Regions from separate parts of the Mus musculus genome. Here regions 2 and 3 are each linked to region 1. Evidence: chromatin contacts called from public Hi-C data. All regions are on one chromosome and are shown on one strand. Each heading gives the region's core, a stretch centred on a gene start, on an enhancer-like site or on the middle of the called end of the contact. The rest is flanking DNA. Distances are from core to core; before and after follow the strand shown. Region 1 overlaps Ccdc92b (coiled-coil domain containing 92B). Region 2 overlaps Rap1gap2 (RAP1 GTPase activating protein 2). Region 3 overlaps Rap1gap2 (RAP1 GTPase activating protein 2).

Region 1 (4,833 bases), core at 1,721-4,220:
TCTTCTTTAATGGAGTTCTGATTTTTTTATCTGACATGCACACCTACTTGTGCACACACAAACTCCTCTATTCTCTCTTCCCTAGAGCTGACCCACGACCTGGAGATGAGAGAGGTCCAGTCTCACCAACAAGGTAAGAAAAATAGCTCTGGGCTGTGGCGGGAGGCACAGAAGGTTGAGTTTCTGCAAGCACTCTTTTTTTTTTTTTAAGATTTATTTATTTATATGTAAGTACACTGTAGCTGTCTTCAGACACTCCAGAAGAAGGAGTCAGATCTCATTAGAATGGTTGTGAGCCACCATGTGGTTGCTGGGATTTGAACTCCAGACCTTCGGAGAGCAGTCGGGTGCTCTTACTCACTGAGCCATCTCACCAGCCCTCTCCAAGCACTCTTAAAATGTCTTATATATTAGTATGGAATGGGACACATGGAAGCCTGAGAGTTTCTGGGAGTCAGTCAGCTCTCTGCTTCTAACAGTTGGGTCCCAGGGATCAAACTCAGGTCTTCAGACTTGACAGCAAGCACCTTTACCTGCTGAGCCCTCTTGCTGGACCACATTTGACTACTCACTATGTTGTCAAGGATGGCCTTGAACTCTGCAACTTCCTGCCTTTGCCTCCAAGAGCAAAAAAGGAAGCTGCCCAACACTGACCTCTGGCTTCCACAGTGACACAACAAACATAAACATATACACACACTGCACACACATACAAACACATAAATGACATAATGAAATTTTAAAAGATTTTTAAGTCTCACTTGGGCCGGGCATGTGCTACACATCTTTAATCCCAGCACTCAGGAGGCAGAGGCAGACAGATCTGTAAATTGTAGGCCAGCCTGGTTTACGAAATAAATTCCAATATATCCGGGGCTACATAAAAGACCCTGTCTCAAAACAAAAATGAGGAGGTGCTGTAGCAGTACTGAGTGACAAGATTAGGTCCAGATTTAATGTAGGAAAGAAGAACGTCAGCTGGGAGACCTGGAGCTGGGTCGTCGGGCTACCTCCATGTTCTAGCAGTCTTCAGAGGACTCTGGTAGAATCGCTCAAGAGAGGCAGAGGGGTGCCTGAGGCTTCAAACAGTTTCTTCATCATACTATATCAAATTCAAGGCCAGCCTCAACTACCCAATGACACCCTGGGACCATCTGTTTTGTGTTGAGATACTGCCTCACTCTGGAGTCCCAAATGGCCTAGAAATTACTGTGTAGAGCAGGTTAGCTTCAAGTTCATGACCATTCTCCGGCCTCAGCCTCCCAAGTGCTGATATTACAATCATAAACCACTATGTGGGTGCCAGAAGAATTCATAAGAATTAACAGAAACCTGGACATGAGGGTGCACGCCTTTAGTCCCAGCAGGTCACCGGAAGAGACAAGAGGATCTAGGTGAGCTCCAGGCTAGCCTGGTTTATATAGCAAGTTCCAGGCCAGCCAGTGCTTTATAGTGAAGTCATTGTTTCAGGAGGGAGGAGGGAAGGAAGGGAGAAAGGGAGGGACAGAGGGAGGGAGGGAGGGAGGGAGGGAGGGAGGGAGGGAGGGAGGGAGGGAAAAACATACCGATGTGTTAAGGTTCTTACACATCAAGAGCAAGGAAGGCTGTGAATTTTTTTCTTTTTTTTTTTTTTGTTTTTTGTTTTTGTTTTTTTTTTTTGAGACAGGGTTTCTCTGTATAGCTCTGGCTGTCCTGGAACTCACTCTGTAGACCAGGCTGGCCTCGAACTCAGAAATCCGCCTGCCTCTGCCTCCCGAGTGCTGGGATTAAAGGCGTGCGCCACCATGCCCGGCTTCTTTTTTTTTTTTTTTTTTTTTTTTGGTTTTGGTTTTTTCGAGACAAAGTTTCTCTGTGTAGCCCTGGCTGTCCTGGAACTCACTCTGTAGACCAGGCTGGCCTCGAACTCAGAAATCCGCCTGCCTCTGCCTCCCAAGTGCTGGGATTAAAGAATCCCTAAGCTAAAATGTTGTAAATCCTATAGATTGCTTCGTGAAGCTGAAGATAAGCTAGGGTACATGGGAACTCTTAGACTTGAATGGATTCTGCCTGCTTCTTCATATAGCACTCATGGGACACTTCTTGGTGTCTCTGTGCTTGAAGGAAGGGGGCACACACTCACAAGGAGGTACATGACTTAATACTAGCTTTCCTCTGGAAAGGTTTTTGGGGTCACCAGAGCTCAAGCCACTGCTGTATAAGGAACATATTCCCCTTTGCCTCTGAAATCCCAGGGTATAGATGGGGAGTAAAGTTCAGAAGGGGAGGGGTCCTCATCTCTGATTCTGCATGATCACCTAGGGATGCCTCAGCAGTGCCATTTCTAGGACCAATTCCAGAGGTTCTGGGTTAGACCGGTCAGCAAAAAAACTCCCAAAATGGCATCTGTGCTTTGTGGAGGAAAGAGCACAGCCACCCACTACCTCCTGAGCACACCTTCTGCTACTCAGCCCCTGCTGTTACCATGTCTTCCGATCACAAGGCTTTTGCACAAGCCGCTCTCCCTCCAGGAGTACCCTTCTCCAGTGGAGGGTCTGTTCATCCTAGCTCTCAAGCCCCTCTTGCCCTGAAGCCTTCGCTGATGGCATCACCTCCACCCTTAGAATCAGAATATTAATTTGTCTTTCTGACACATGTCACACTGGAGACCTGACATTTGTTTATGATTATTTACTACGCTGCGCCGTATGCTTCATGAAAACATATGAATGTTTGAGGCGGAAGAGCAGGAATGGCCTCTGGGCCAGCTGGGATATGTTTCACGCCTTTGAGAGCACCATCGCCTTATTTTTCCCTTCTCCACAGAAGAGGCGTCCCGAGAGCTGGAGGACAAGTGCCGCGCGCTAGAGTCGCAGCTGGAGGCACGGGCGGCGGCCAACGAGGAGCTGCGGCGGGAGGTGGCACAGCGGGAGGCGCTGGTGTCCGCGCTGCGCTGCAGCCTGCGCTCGGAGGAGCGCCGCTTTCTGGAGGAGCTGCGGCGCCGCAGCCATCGCGCCACGGTGCTGGGCACCGAGCTGCAGAAGCACACCGAAGCGGCCGCCTACCTCTCCTGCCAGCTGCACGCCGCGCGCCAGAGACTGCAGGGCCCCCGCTCTGGCGCCGCGGCCGCGGAGCCCCGGGTCCGCCGGCGTGCACAACGGGCCCGCCGCCCTCCGGAGGCGGCTGCCAAGGGTCCGAGCCGGGACTGGGCGACCTGGGAAGACGCCGATCCCATGCCGGACCCCGCGCTCTTTCTCTACCCACGGAGGCCGCCGCGGCCCGGCGCCCGTGGTCCTCGCCCTCTGCTACGCCAGGAGATGCCGGACCAAGATGCCCCGCACCCCGTGCCACACCAGGAGCCCCTGTACCAAGGCGACCCGCACCCTGGGCCCAGCGAGAGCGCAGTCGCCACGCCCAGCGCCCCAGGGGATCCTGAGTAGGCGCTGGGCAGGCCTTGGCAACAGGGAAAGCAGGCCGGGCCAGGCTGGATCAGGGATGGGGCGGAGTCCAGCCGGCCGATCCGCCCCAGCTCGGCCACTCACTAGAGCCGCCCCCGCTTGTGTGTTTCCAGAGATGAATTGTCTTCTCCGGAGAGGGAGCTCCTTTGCAGAGGGAACGCCAAAGCAATGCACCTTTTTTGTGGTGGACTGGCAGTAATGACCCTAATCTGTGTGTGTGTGTGTCCCCACTCCCCTGCGGGGGGTGGAGTGGAGTCCTGTCTGTCCTTGGAAAGCTGACAATCCCTTGTAGGGCGGGAGAAGTCTAAGTCTGCCTACTGGAAGGAACACGGTGGCACTTGGCACTGCTAGGCCCTCAAGCTCCCCTTCCCTGCTTTCTCCACCTCCCACTACCCCCCACCCCCCAGCCCTGCCCAGCCTTTTGCTCGGGAGAGGCAAGCTTAGGAGCTGGCTCGCGTACTCAGAAGTAGCTACTCCCCACCCCACTGATAAGTCCTTGAAGGTGAGCACGGAACACTTTAGAATCTATTTTAGAAGTCACGCCCTCTCAGAGCTGAGGTGTTCCTGGTGGCAGTGATTACAGAGAACAGCAAGGCTAGACCCTTGAAGCCAGTCGTGGAAGAGGACCTGATTGGTTCTTCCCAGGTTTGTCATGCAGGGGTGCAGGAGATTGGAGATAGGCAAGCTGGGGCACAGATTTGTCTTGGCAAGGGTAGAAGGGCCTCTTACCCTTCTGTTCCTGAGGCCACCTTAGAGACTTCCCAGTCCTGTTAGAGGTGCTAATCTTGCCCAGCTTTCCAAACAGCTGGCTGCACCCAGAGGCAGGAAGGAGAGCCCGGCTTCTTGGAAGTGGCAGCTATTCATAGAAACTTGATTTTTCTGGGGAACAAAGTAAAGTGGTTAGTCCTTGGTGGTACCCATCCCTGGAAAGGCCCCTAAGCCTGTAGAACCTGCTGATAATGGGGTGCTCCTCTGCTGTTGGGAGTGGTAAACAGAATGGTGACCCCTTCCCCTTCCCAATTCCCCTCACTACCAAAGGCAGGAAGCTTCTGTCCAGCTCATGATTGAGCCCCATATCAGAGCCCCAGAACCCCACTCCACCACTCTTGGTTTGACCTGCTTTGAGTCCTAAGTGCCTGTGAGGTCTTTCCTGGGGCTGCTGAGAGAAGTTGCCTCTCTTCACTCAGACACTGGACCCCTAGCAGGTCCTGGCCCTGGCTGAGGTACCACATTTGTGTGTGTCACCCAAGCCTTGAGGTGAGCAGTATGTCTCTGTAGCTGACTTCTTCAGTCATGGCCACCGGGAAGAAAAAGAAATCCTGACTCATGTCCTCCACTTTGTAAGAGGAAGCAGGAATTTGGCAGGAAGCAAAAGACAGTGAGCACACTCTAACCTGAT
Region 2 (4,833 bases), core at 1,707-4,206, 240 kb before region 1:
AAGAGCTGCCTGACCATAGAAGAGGGAGCTGTGAACTGACTGTTAGCTGGAAAGCTGTCCACAAAGAGCCATTTGCTTTTTCTCTGGTCTCTGCTCTATCTCATGACATCCTCCTTTTGACATCATTTGGTCTCTACCGCGTGATGACCAGTAGATCACCACCCCCACTCCAGCCACTGTGGAAAAACCAAAAATAACAGTTGATATTGCCGAAGTCCCTTGGGGAGTGAGATTACCCCTGGCTGAAAACTGGCCAGTCCCACAAGACACATTTAGGTTAATGGTTGTATGATTTTTATAGTGTATGCTCATCAAATCTTTATAGGGAGCCTTGAAAGTCCTGAGAGAATGTGTTTTGTGGACCCAGACAGCTATGTCAAGGACCCAATGCCTTAGACCATAGAAATGGCAAAGCCTCCCCTATCACGGTAAAGCTTTGGGCCTCCTCTGGTCAAGAGTGTGAATGTTGACAGTGCATGGAAGTACAAGTGTTTAAAAGAGATTGACCAGTGTGTGCAAAACCCAGCCACTGCCCTTCCTCTTCCAGTCTGTTTACAGCCTAAGACTGCTTGCCTACAAATGCCTCCCACTGAGACTAGCTCACCCTTCCCCCACAGTGCCCACCTGGGTGAAAATCTGTCACATTGGGTACTAGATTGCCCCTGAGAGCCAACCCATTTCCTTTTTCTCCAACCTGGTACTTCCTACTCAGCTCACCTGTAGGTATCCGTAGAGACCCAGGCCCCTATACTCTCCCTAAGCCTGCACTATCAAACCAGTAAGCTCTATACCAGAGCACGCTCTGCCATGACCCTGCCTCCCCTAGGTGCCCACTGTGCCTCTGCAGGTGCCTCCTCCCCAGCTTCCACCGATTCTTTCTATACTCAGCATGCAGCTGCCAAATGGTCTTCCTCAGTGCCAGGCAGCTCTTCCAGAACCTTCCGTGGCATTTACCAACAATGCCCGAGTCCTCCCCAGGCCTCCTGGCAGGCCAGTCATGGTCCCCATAACCCCTGTCCTTTCTCACCTCTCCATCTCCATGACCCCACTGCCCTAAACCTCACACACACACACACAGAACACAGTCTCTCATTCCTCCAGCCCCCTCCACTGCCATTTCCTCTCACTGTCGGGTGCTCAGAATCACTGCTGTGGTAGCACTGGCCCTCGGTGGTAACAGGGTAGAGCAAGAAGTCAGTAGAGTGTACAGCCTTCTTAACTTCTCTACCGTGGGATCAACATGAAATCATTCAATCCTCTGAGCCTCTGTCTCCCCATATATACGAAGATAAGAAGATGATAGGAAGATGGGGTACCCTAGTGGAGGTAACGGGCCTGACAGCTTAGAAAAGGAGAAGTTGGCCCATCAAGCGTGCCTGGGGAACATGCCCTTAGGACTGCAGTCAGGACACAGCTCTGCCCTTCTAACTACATCACGCAGATCCTCACATGCTACTGACCTGTGGGACTCCGGCTCATGATGATGGGCGTGGCGGCAGCCCCCAGGCTGGGGCTCTCGCTGCTCGGGGATGGGCTGTAGGCAAACACCTCCTGCTTGAAGGGCGAGGTTGTGGATGGCTGGCTGCTCTGAGGAGAGAAACTGGGTGAGCATGGCCAGTGTATACCCAGCAGCCCTACAGCTGTCTTGAGATGGATCACGAAAGCCACTGCCTCCAACCTCTACGGCTCTTCTGCATCAGCCATGACTTCAGCCTTTCCCTGACCTCTTTCCTTTCGAGTTGGTGTCCCCCTGGCATAAGCAACCTCCACCACAGCTCTCAAGCATTCTGCTGAGACTCACTGCTCTCTGCTGAGACTCACTGCTCTCTGCTGAGACTCAGTGCTCTTCTTGGTAGCAACAGCTGCAGAGGCCACTCCTTCTCCATGGTATTCTTTTAAAGCAGAGTATGACCAGCTAGGCCCCTGTACTGGGTGTTTTGTGTGGCATTTTCTCATTAGTGATCAAGGGTGGGAGGGCCCCTTGTGGGTGGTGCCATCCCTGGGATGGTAGCCTTGGGTTCTATAAGAAAACAAGCTGAGCAAGCCAGGGGAAGCAAGCAGGTAAGTAAAATCCTTCTGTGGCCTCTGTATCAGCTCCTGCTTCCTGACCTGCTTGAGTTCCAGTCCTGACTTCCTTTGGTGATGAACAGCAATGCGGAAAGTGTAAGCTGAATAAACCCTTTCCTCCCCAACTTGCTTCTTGGTCCTGATGTTTGTGCAGGAATAGAAACCCTGACTAAGACAGCCTCAGAGTGCTGTTCTCTGGTTGACTGAGACTCGCTTACCCCACTGTCACACTCCTCCATGGCCTCGCCCTCCCCTGCTGTGCTGCTGAAGCTGCTGGTGCTGGAGGAGGAGCGGGAGATGTTGGCACGGCCATTCTCCTTCAACTTGATGAAGGGCCTGCAGAGAATTGGAGGCAAGGCAGATGGAGAGAGAGGCAGGTCCACCAGAAAACTGCGCTTGCCCAAGACAGCTCCCCCAGCCTCTGCTTGGTGGTCTTTGTGTTCCAGAGACTTCCAAAGTCAAGAACTGCCACCCCACCCCACCCCACCCCACCTGCCCCCCCCCCCCGCCAGCCTGCCTTTCCCAAAACCCAACTCCCTTACTTCTCTTTGTTGGGACAAATTTCTGGAGAGCTGGGATTTGACGAGGTCTCAGACTTTATCTCCTGAGAAGAGTGTCCGCCATCTGGGGTTTTGGGGGTGCTGGAGGCACTGTCACTGGGGAAGGAGAATAAAGAGAAGTGAAGCTGGAGGCCAGGAGCCTGCCCTTGTCCACCCTTGGCCTCAGTCAGAGCTCAGGCTGCGGGGGCCAGTACACAGAGGGTAGCCGCCTCTTCCCTCCAGACCTGAGCCTCTGAGATTACATAAGACAGCAGAGGTTTCTGCTCCCTACAACAAAGGCCAATTTGAATTCATGGTGACAGTCCAAGGCCACCAAACAGAGCTCCTGATGGCCTCCAGCCAAGTCTATCCCTCTCCCATGCTGCCCATCCCCCCCGGGCAGAGCTATGAATGGAGAGCCGGTCCCATAGTGAACTGAGCGGGGCCATTCAGAAATCAATGCAGTACCCTTGGATTCCTGAGAGGGACTGGGTAGGAGGGGGGGGGAGGGGGGGAGGGGGGACACATGCTGTAATGACCCTTGAGAAGATCCTACATATGACAAGCATCCCTGGGTGCTGGGAAGTGAAGGGATTCCCTAAGCCCAAGGATCCAAAAGCTTCCTTCTCCTGCCATTCAGCAAAGATCACAATTTACCCTGTACCAGGACCAGGACAGCTCTGTCCTCAATTCGCTTGTTTCTTCATTAGTATTTCTGAGCCCCAGGACCACTGATCTCTTTTTCTCTTTAAGCCTTGTTTGTGTACTTATTTATTGTCTATGTGTGTTCGCCTGCGTGTGTGTATGTGCACCACAGTGTACTCATGGGTCTGTAGCCAGCACTGGATCCCCTGGAACTAGAATTACACATGGTTGTGAGCCTCTGTGTGGATGCTAGGAACTGAACCACTGTCCTCTGCAAGAGCAGCCAGTGCTCTTAACTGCTGAGCCCTCTCGCCAGCCCTTCCGTGCACTTCTTGTAATAGCAGCATTAATGAGGCATAATGTACATGTCACATTTTTTAAGTGTTCATGGAATTGTGCAGCCATTGCCACAGTCTAATTTTAGAACATTTTAAGGCCTTTTAAAAAAAAGACTCTGGCTCATCTGCAATCACTGCCCACCCCCACCCCCACCCCTAACCTATTTATTTCTGTCTCTATGAACTCTGCCTAGTCTGGACATTCCACAGAAATGGGACTTGACAGCATACATGGTCTTCGCATCTGGATTCCACTACCTTAACACTTTCAAAGTCTTCCCTGGGCTGTAGCCTGCATCGGCATCTCAGTGCTTGTTATTTGTACATTTTGTGGGTATACTCAGCTCATCTTGCTTATCTAGTCATCGGATGACAGGCCCTTCGATTGTTCCCACTACGAGCTACCGTGAATAATGCTACAATTAATAAATATGTGTTGGTGTTGTGGGCAACTGCTTTCAATTCTCATGGTCTCGTACGTACATACCAACGGGTGGGATTGCGGGGTCTGATGGGAACTCTATGTTTAGCCCTTGGAGGGCTGCCACACTGGTTTCAGAGCAGATGCACTATCTCACATCCCCACCAGCAATGTACAAATGTGCCAGTATCTCCGCATCCTCCATAACACGTGCTATCTACCTTTGCAATCACAGGCACCCTAGAGGTGTCGATGACCTATATAAACTCTGTGTGTGTGTGTGTGTGTGTGTGTGTGTGTAGGTGTGGAGTGGGGGGGAAGGCCTATGCATGTGTGCACAGTGCTTTCAACTGCCTGTGCCTATGGAGGTCAGAAGTCACCACGAGGTGTGCCCGCCACAGCTTTCCTCCTCATTTTCTAAGGCAATCCCTCACTGACCCTTGAACTCACTGATTAACCAGAAAGCCCCAGGGACTCTCCTGTCACCACACCTGGCTTTTTATAAGGATGCTAGGGATCCAAACCCAAGTCCTCATACATGACCAGCAACATTAACCACTGAGCCACTTTCCCATCCCTCCATGCACTTTAGTGAGGTGACTAGTGACCTCCTGACCGTCAAACCACAGGGTTGGGTCACTACAATGAACTTCCCTCCTAGCTTTGGAAACCCCACACACACACACACACACACCATGCAGTCTTCCCAATTGTGCTTGCCAGGAGACCTTCTACTTGTCTGAGTACACTGGGGCTCTGTGCACTCTCTCTGAGCAGTCATAGAAATCTATTCAGTTTCTTTGCATCAGAAACTCTGATCGCT
Region 3 (4,833 bases), core at 1,712-4,211, 220 kb before region 1:
CTTTCTTTCTTTCTCTTTTTTAAATAGCGTGTGCTAATTATACATATTAATGGAGTTTAATGTACTATTTACACACTTGCATGCAGCATACCTGACTAAAATCGAACTTCCTTTAATCTCTCTCATCTCCCACGCCCTCCACATCCTCTTTTTATTTATTTATTTTTAACAGGGTCTCAACTATGTAGGCCAGGCTAGCTTGAAACTCCTGACTCCCCTGCCCCCGCCCTCACATCTGCCAGGATTTGGGGATTACAGGCATGTGTCACCAGCAGTGACCAGGATAACATTTTTAGCTTTCATCTTAGAAAGAAAGAAAAGTCCCCGGTCATGAGTCTCACCCAGGTCTTGCATTCTCACCAAAATCTTCCAATTAAATTTGTTTATTTGTCCACACCATCCTGATGCAGAGACCAGGGTCTGTGAGGCCTCTCTAGCCTTCATCTTCTCTTGTCTTCCTCTCCCCTTTCTCTGCACCTCTCCTTCTCCTCCTCCCCTCCTCCTCCCTTCCTCCCACCTTCTTCTCCCCTCCTCCCCCTTCTACTTCTTCCCTCCTCCTCCCCTCCTGATTTTATCCTCCTCCTCCCGTCCTCTTCCCTTTCCCCCTCCTCCTCCCCTCTTCCTCCTTTGGCTTACTCTAGCTAATGCTATCACAGTGGCCAGTGCTCAGGGCTTCTTCACTGTTGTATGAGAAGCTGAAAAGCTACCAGCAGCAGATGGAGACCTCAGAGGGCACTCTCCACCCAGAGCCAGGCTCCAAATCCCAGAAGCTGGGCCAACCATGGGGACTGCAATACTGGTAATGAACTGGTGTCTCTTGCTGTCACTGAGCCCTCCAACCCTAGGAATGTACATGGGCCCATGACTACCCCAATGGAGGCTTTTTCCTTACCTTGTAGGATGGGGTCTCTGTGCCGGGGTTATCAGCCTGAACGACAATGTAGGCATGTAAGAAGTTTGATGCGATCATATCTGGGACAAACGGTGTATTTTCTTCTTGAAAGATGATGGCCACGATATCATTCCCAATATGCCGCTTTCTCTGCAGCTAAACAGAAAGTGCCTCATTGGTACAGAAAATACCTCCTAGTTACGAGAGTTAACAAAACAGGAGAGAGCTCAACAGCAAATTCCTCTTTATCCCACTGTCCATAAACCCTGAATTCTAAGGCTAACTCTTTGGGGAGCTGTTTCTCTCAGTCTGTGGGAATTACCAAAAGGAGAATTGAGAAAGACAGCCATGTTGTTAGGTAACAGCTGGCCTGAGTGCTATAAACAACAGTGTACAGAGCCTGGACTCGGAACCCTGGAGAGAATGGAGGTCTGTCCCTGAGACAACCATAACTGATCCAGAAGAAAGGCAACCACAGGAGAAGTCACCTAAAAAACCCACTAAGCAGTCTGTCAGCCGTGGCTATGTCAGTTGCTCCCTGGCAGGTGACAGCTTTAGGAGCAGAAGCAGTGGCAACACAGCAGAGGGCTCAACAGTTACCCACAAAGGCGTCCTGAAAACACAGGCAGGGTGGTCAGAAGATGTACACAGAGGAGGCAGATCATTTCACCAGAGGTGAGGACAGAGAGCAGCGCAGGTCAGCAAGCTAGAGGAGAACCGATGGACCGGCAGTGCCGGGCGCTTTGCCATGCGCTCTAGGTCACAAGCCCCTACTGTGTGCCATGAAGTGTGAACTGCTATTCATACAGATGATTACCAATATCAATGTCTTCCTGCACGCCAGATCCTGCCTGTGTGTTTGGTCCTTTATTAAACGTATCCTGAAAGCAGGACTTGTGCTCAGCCCTTTCTAATTGATTTTCTCATTTACAGGGTATCTATTAATCTCTGAACTCGGTACTGGAGGCTTTTATGCAAACAACCTCACTTGTTACATACAAGCACACACACACACACACACACACACACACACACACACACACACACACACACACACACCTGAGTTCCCATTTCACAAAAAGAATGAAAGAACTATCATTAATTTGGTCCCTGCCAAGAGTCAAGCTCTGTAGCACATGCCAGGGCGAGATGACCCTGAGGTAAGAAGCCTCGGAGACCTGCTGTGAGAGGGACTGCAAAAAAACAAAAACAAAAACAAAAAAAACAGGGACCAAAGATGAAATCACCAGGGAAAACCCACTCTGGCTACACAACAAATCTCACAGCCATTTGTTTCTGGAACATCCAGTTATTTGGGAGCCAAATCATAATTCGCTTGCCAATTTCTTTTACTCCCAAGGAGCCATGAACATTGTTTATGATTTCACATCCCTGCTCCTAGGCAGAAACAAACAGGTCAAGAGGCCCTCCCGTGTTCCCTGAGATAGGAAGGAGGAAAGAAGCAGGATGGGGTCACTGCTGTCACAACAATCAGGATCAGTTGCCAAAGCCAGACCCACCCCAGGGATGTGCAGCTCAAAGCAGCAAGCCTGGAGAAGGTTGGCTAATGCTGGAGCCACAGGTTAGGGACAGGCAATGAGGCTGAGAGGCTACTCATGCAAGCTTCACAGTCATAGGGCAGCAAAGACCCAGAAGGGCTGAAGGGCCAGGATAGGGGACAGAGGTTCCACAAGAAGCAGGCACATGCCAGGTGTAGATCTCTCAGGAGCCCACTGTTCGGAAACCTAGAGAATATCACAGCAGTGACACAGACACTACTCAAAAGCCACATTCTGAAGCCACTAAGTTGCTGAGAGTAAAGCACTCAGCTTGTTCTACCGGCTTCCAGCTCCCATCTACAGATCTGCTATGCAGCCTTATCAACCTTATTTGCTTTGCCCCCAGCTTGACCCTTCATTGACTTCCCAGGGGAAGTTCTTGGCGTTGATACTAGAGATAGAGCCCAGGGCCTCCTGCCTGCTAGTCAAGTACTGTCCCACTGAGCCTCGAGGAAGTGTTTTAACCGGGTGTGATGTCCATATCTGGCAACTGGGAGGGACCTGTAGCTTGACCCTGCCTTCCTGTGCTGGTTACCTGCTGGGTGTCACCATCCGTAAAGGGCAGCTTGGTAGACACATGGAACATGATCTCCCGGTCCCGGAAAGTGGTGTACACCGACTCCACCCCTGTCTGTCCGTGGGTCACATCCAGGCCTCCTCGGAAACTGGCATAAAACAGAGCAGGAGGGAAGGAGTGAGGTGGGGTGGCATCTTGGTGACACTATGGATGAATAGCAGATAGGTGGGTGAGAAGAGATGAGCTGAGGGCCAACAAGGGTATAAGACAGGGAGGTGTGGAGATCTGTTCTTTTGAACAGCCTAGCCCAGTGTTCCACCATCTGTCATCCATATGAAAGACAAAGTCCAGCCTTGTGGCCTCATGTTGGTAAGCCTAGCACTTTGGAGATCAAAACAAGATGATCCTGAGTATGAGGTCAGCCTGGGCTACAGAGTAAGACTTTGTCTTACAACACAACCAAATTAACTAACTAGTAAATTAAGACAACAAACAGAGCCTCAACTTCAAGACTTTGTTATGCATCCTCCATGGGGTGGTTCAAGTGGGATGACCATCCATTCACAACCCCACACAAACACTTGGCCTAGCTTCCCAAAGCTCCCAAGGCTGAGCCTTTGTTCTGTCCAAGTCATCGGTTAAGAGCCAGGGCAGAGAGTCACTCCACTGGATGTGGGTGAACCCACAGGAGACTGGGAGACCACAGAAGAAGGGACAGATGACTGGCTTTAAGCAGCCAGCTCCTGTAGAGACCAAACCCCTCCATGTTTGTATCATCCCAGGCAGGAAGGAGAAGTTAGGGAGGAACTGATGGCCTTCCAGGAGCCAGCCCTTCCCCCTTCACAGAGATGTGGCTGCCAGCCTAGAACCAGTCTTCAGCAACTGGGAGGGGAAAAAAACAACAAACCCAGATGCATCTCAGACCCAAAGGGCCAAAAGGACGCAGCCAGGCACTCAGCTTCCAACCCTGCTTTGTCTGCACTATCTATTCTAATTCCCCGTGACCTTGGAGGTGCTATAGTGTTATATTTATCTCACTTTCTTATAGATAAGGAACTGGGATCTTCTCCAGGTAAAGTCACCGGCCCGACATCTTAGGGCTTGTGGCGAGGTGGGACTCTAAGCCTGTTGTAGACTGACTCCAGCAACAGTAGTGACTTCAAAACTAAGGAAAACATGGAGCGAAGAGGTAGAAAAAAAGGGAGAAGGAAGCTAAGGAAGACAGTAATTATTTGAACGCCTACTGCAACTGGACTAAGTGTTTTTACACAAGATGTTAGGTGCTGGTTTTGGCTCCTGGGCAGGGGCTGTCTTAGGACTCTCAGCCATATGCCAGCAACTAAAATATTCTGAAATGTTGCCTTTCCTTAGGAAAATCAAAACCAGAGACTTCCAAACAATAGTCCCAATATTCTAGCTTTCTGTCCATTTAATGACCATACACGGTTGTGTGGATTTCTGCCAAGAGGGTTATTATGTTTGCGTGAAGTCTTAATTATCTGTTCTTTGAGCGCTGTCCAAATCGGGTCGTTTCCTTCCAAACGGCCCAGGGTTCTCTTCCGCCTGCCAGGTGAGTGGTAGGGAAGGTGGATTCGTGTTGCTGCCAGTCTGAGCTGAACGTAATTAGAAAGACAAACCGCAGCAGGAGCGAGCTCATCACGCTGCTGAGGCCACTGCCTTTCAGCCAACCTGTCACTCTGGGTTATTCCTAGGACCACTGAGTCTTCAGGAATTCAGGCAGGTACATGAGCAAGGGATCAGAAGATGAAAATGTCCCAGAGTTCCCCTAGGACAGAATGCCCCCTCACCCCCACCAAGGCCCTCAACCGTATATGTTGTGGGCCCTTGACAGAACTCACCCTTTG

Evidence for each region. A called contact is a pair of places that touch in the nucleus more often than the background predicts.
Region 2: a contact with region 1 is called in a Hi-C map of stem cell-derived neural stem cells, with 1.9 times the contacts expected there. The contact joins two enhancer-like sites. A contact is called at or near these places in 4 of 39 promoter capture datasets (3T3-L1-derived adipocytes, the HPC-7 cell line, HPC-7-derived erythroid cells and 1 more), 4 of 484 Hi-C or Micro-C datasets (3T3-L1-derived adipocytes, the HPC-7 cell line, frontal cortex and 1 more) and 1 of 115 datasets of contacts at active chromatin or transcription factors (pancreatic cancer cells).
Region 3: a Hi-C map of uterus shows a contact between it and region 1, with 4 times the contacts expected there. The contact joins two enhancer-like sites. A contact is called at or near these places in 2 of 39 promoter capture datasets (3T3-L1-derived adipocytes and neutrophils), 3 of 484 Hi-C or Micro-C datasets (3T3-L1-derived adipocytes, the HPC-7 cell line and uterus) and 1 of 115 datasets of contacts at active chromatin or transcription factors (memory CD8 T cells).

Annotation. Positions count from the first base shown.
Region 1 is chr11:74,635,156-74,639,988 of GRCm38.p6, forward strand. It overlaps Ccdc92b (coiled-coil domain containing 92B), which reads left to right. Exons shown (of 4, transcript NM_001013784.1): 3 at 86-133; 4 at 2,803-4,833. The coding sequence ends at 3,416. Among named protein-coding and RNA genes, the nearest start is that of Cluh, 12 kb to the right of the region's middle. Within about 2 kb of position 2,971, at least 322 of the 459 cell types and tissues checked have an H3K27ac peak or open chromatin away from gene starts, as enhancers often do. A contact at or near this core is called in stem cell-derived neural stem cells and uterus, where this site is marked.
Region 2 is chr11:74,390,760-74,395,592 of GRCm38.p6, forward strand. Rap1gap2 (RAP1 GTPase activating protein 2) reads right to left here. Exons shown (of 25, transcript NM_001015046.3): 20 at 2,610-2,723; 21 at 2,286-2,403; 22 at 1,461-1,587. Among named protein-coding and RNA genes, the nearest start is that of Olfr412, 29 kb to the left of the region's middle. Within about 2 kb of position 2,957, at least 25 of the 459 cell types and tissues checked have an H3K27ac peak or open chromatin away from gene starts, as enhancers often do. A contact at or near this core is called in stem cell-derived neural stem cells, where this site is marked.
Region 3 is chr11:74,411,405-74,416,237 of GRCm38.p6, forward strand. Rap1gap2 (RAP1 GTPase activating protein 2) reads right to left here. Exons shown (of 25, transcript NM_001015046.3): 12 at 4,828-4,833; 13 at 2,987-3,116; 14 at 893-1,048. Among named protein-coding and RNA genes, the nearest start is that of Olfr412, 49 kb to the left of the region's middle. Within about 2 kb of position 2,962, at least 23 of the 459 cell types and tissues checked have an H3K27ac peak or open chromatin away from gene starts, as enhancers often do. A contact at or near this core is called in uterus, where this site is marked.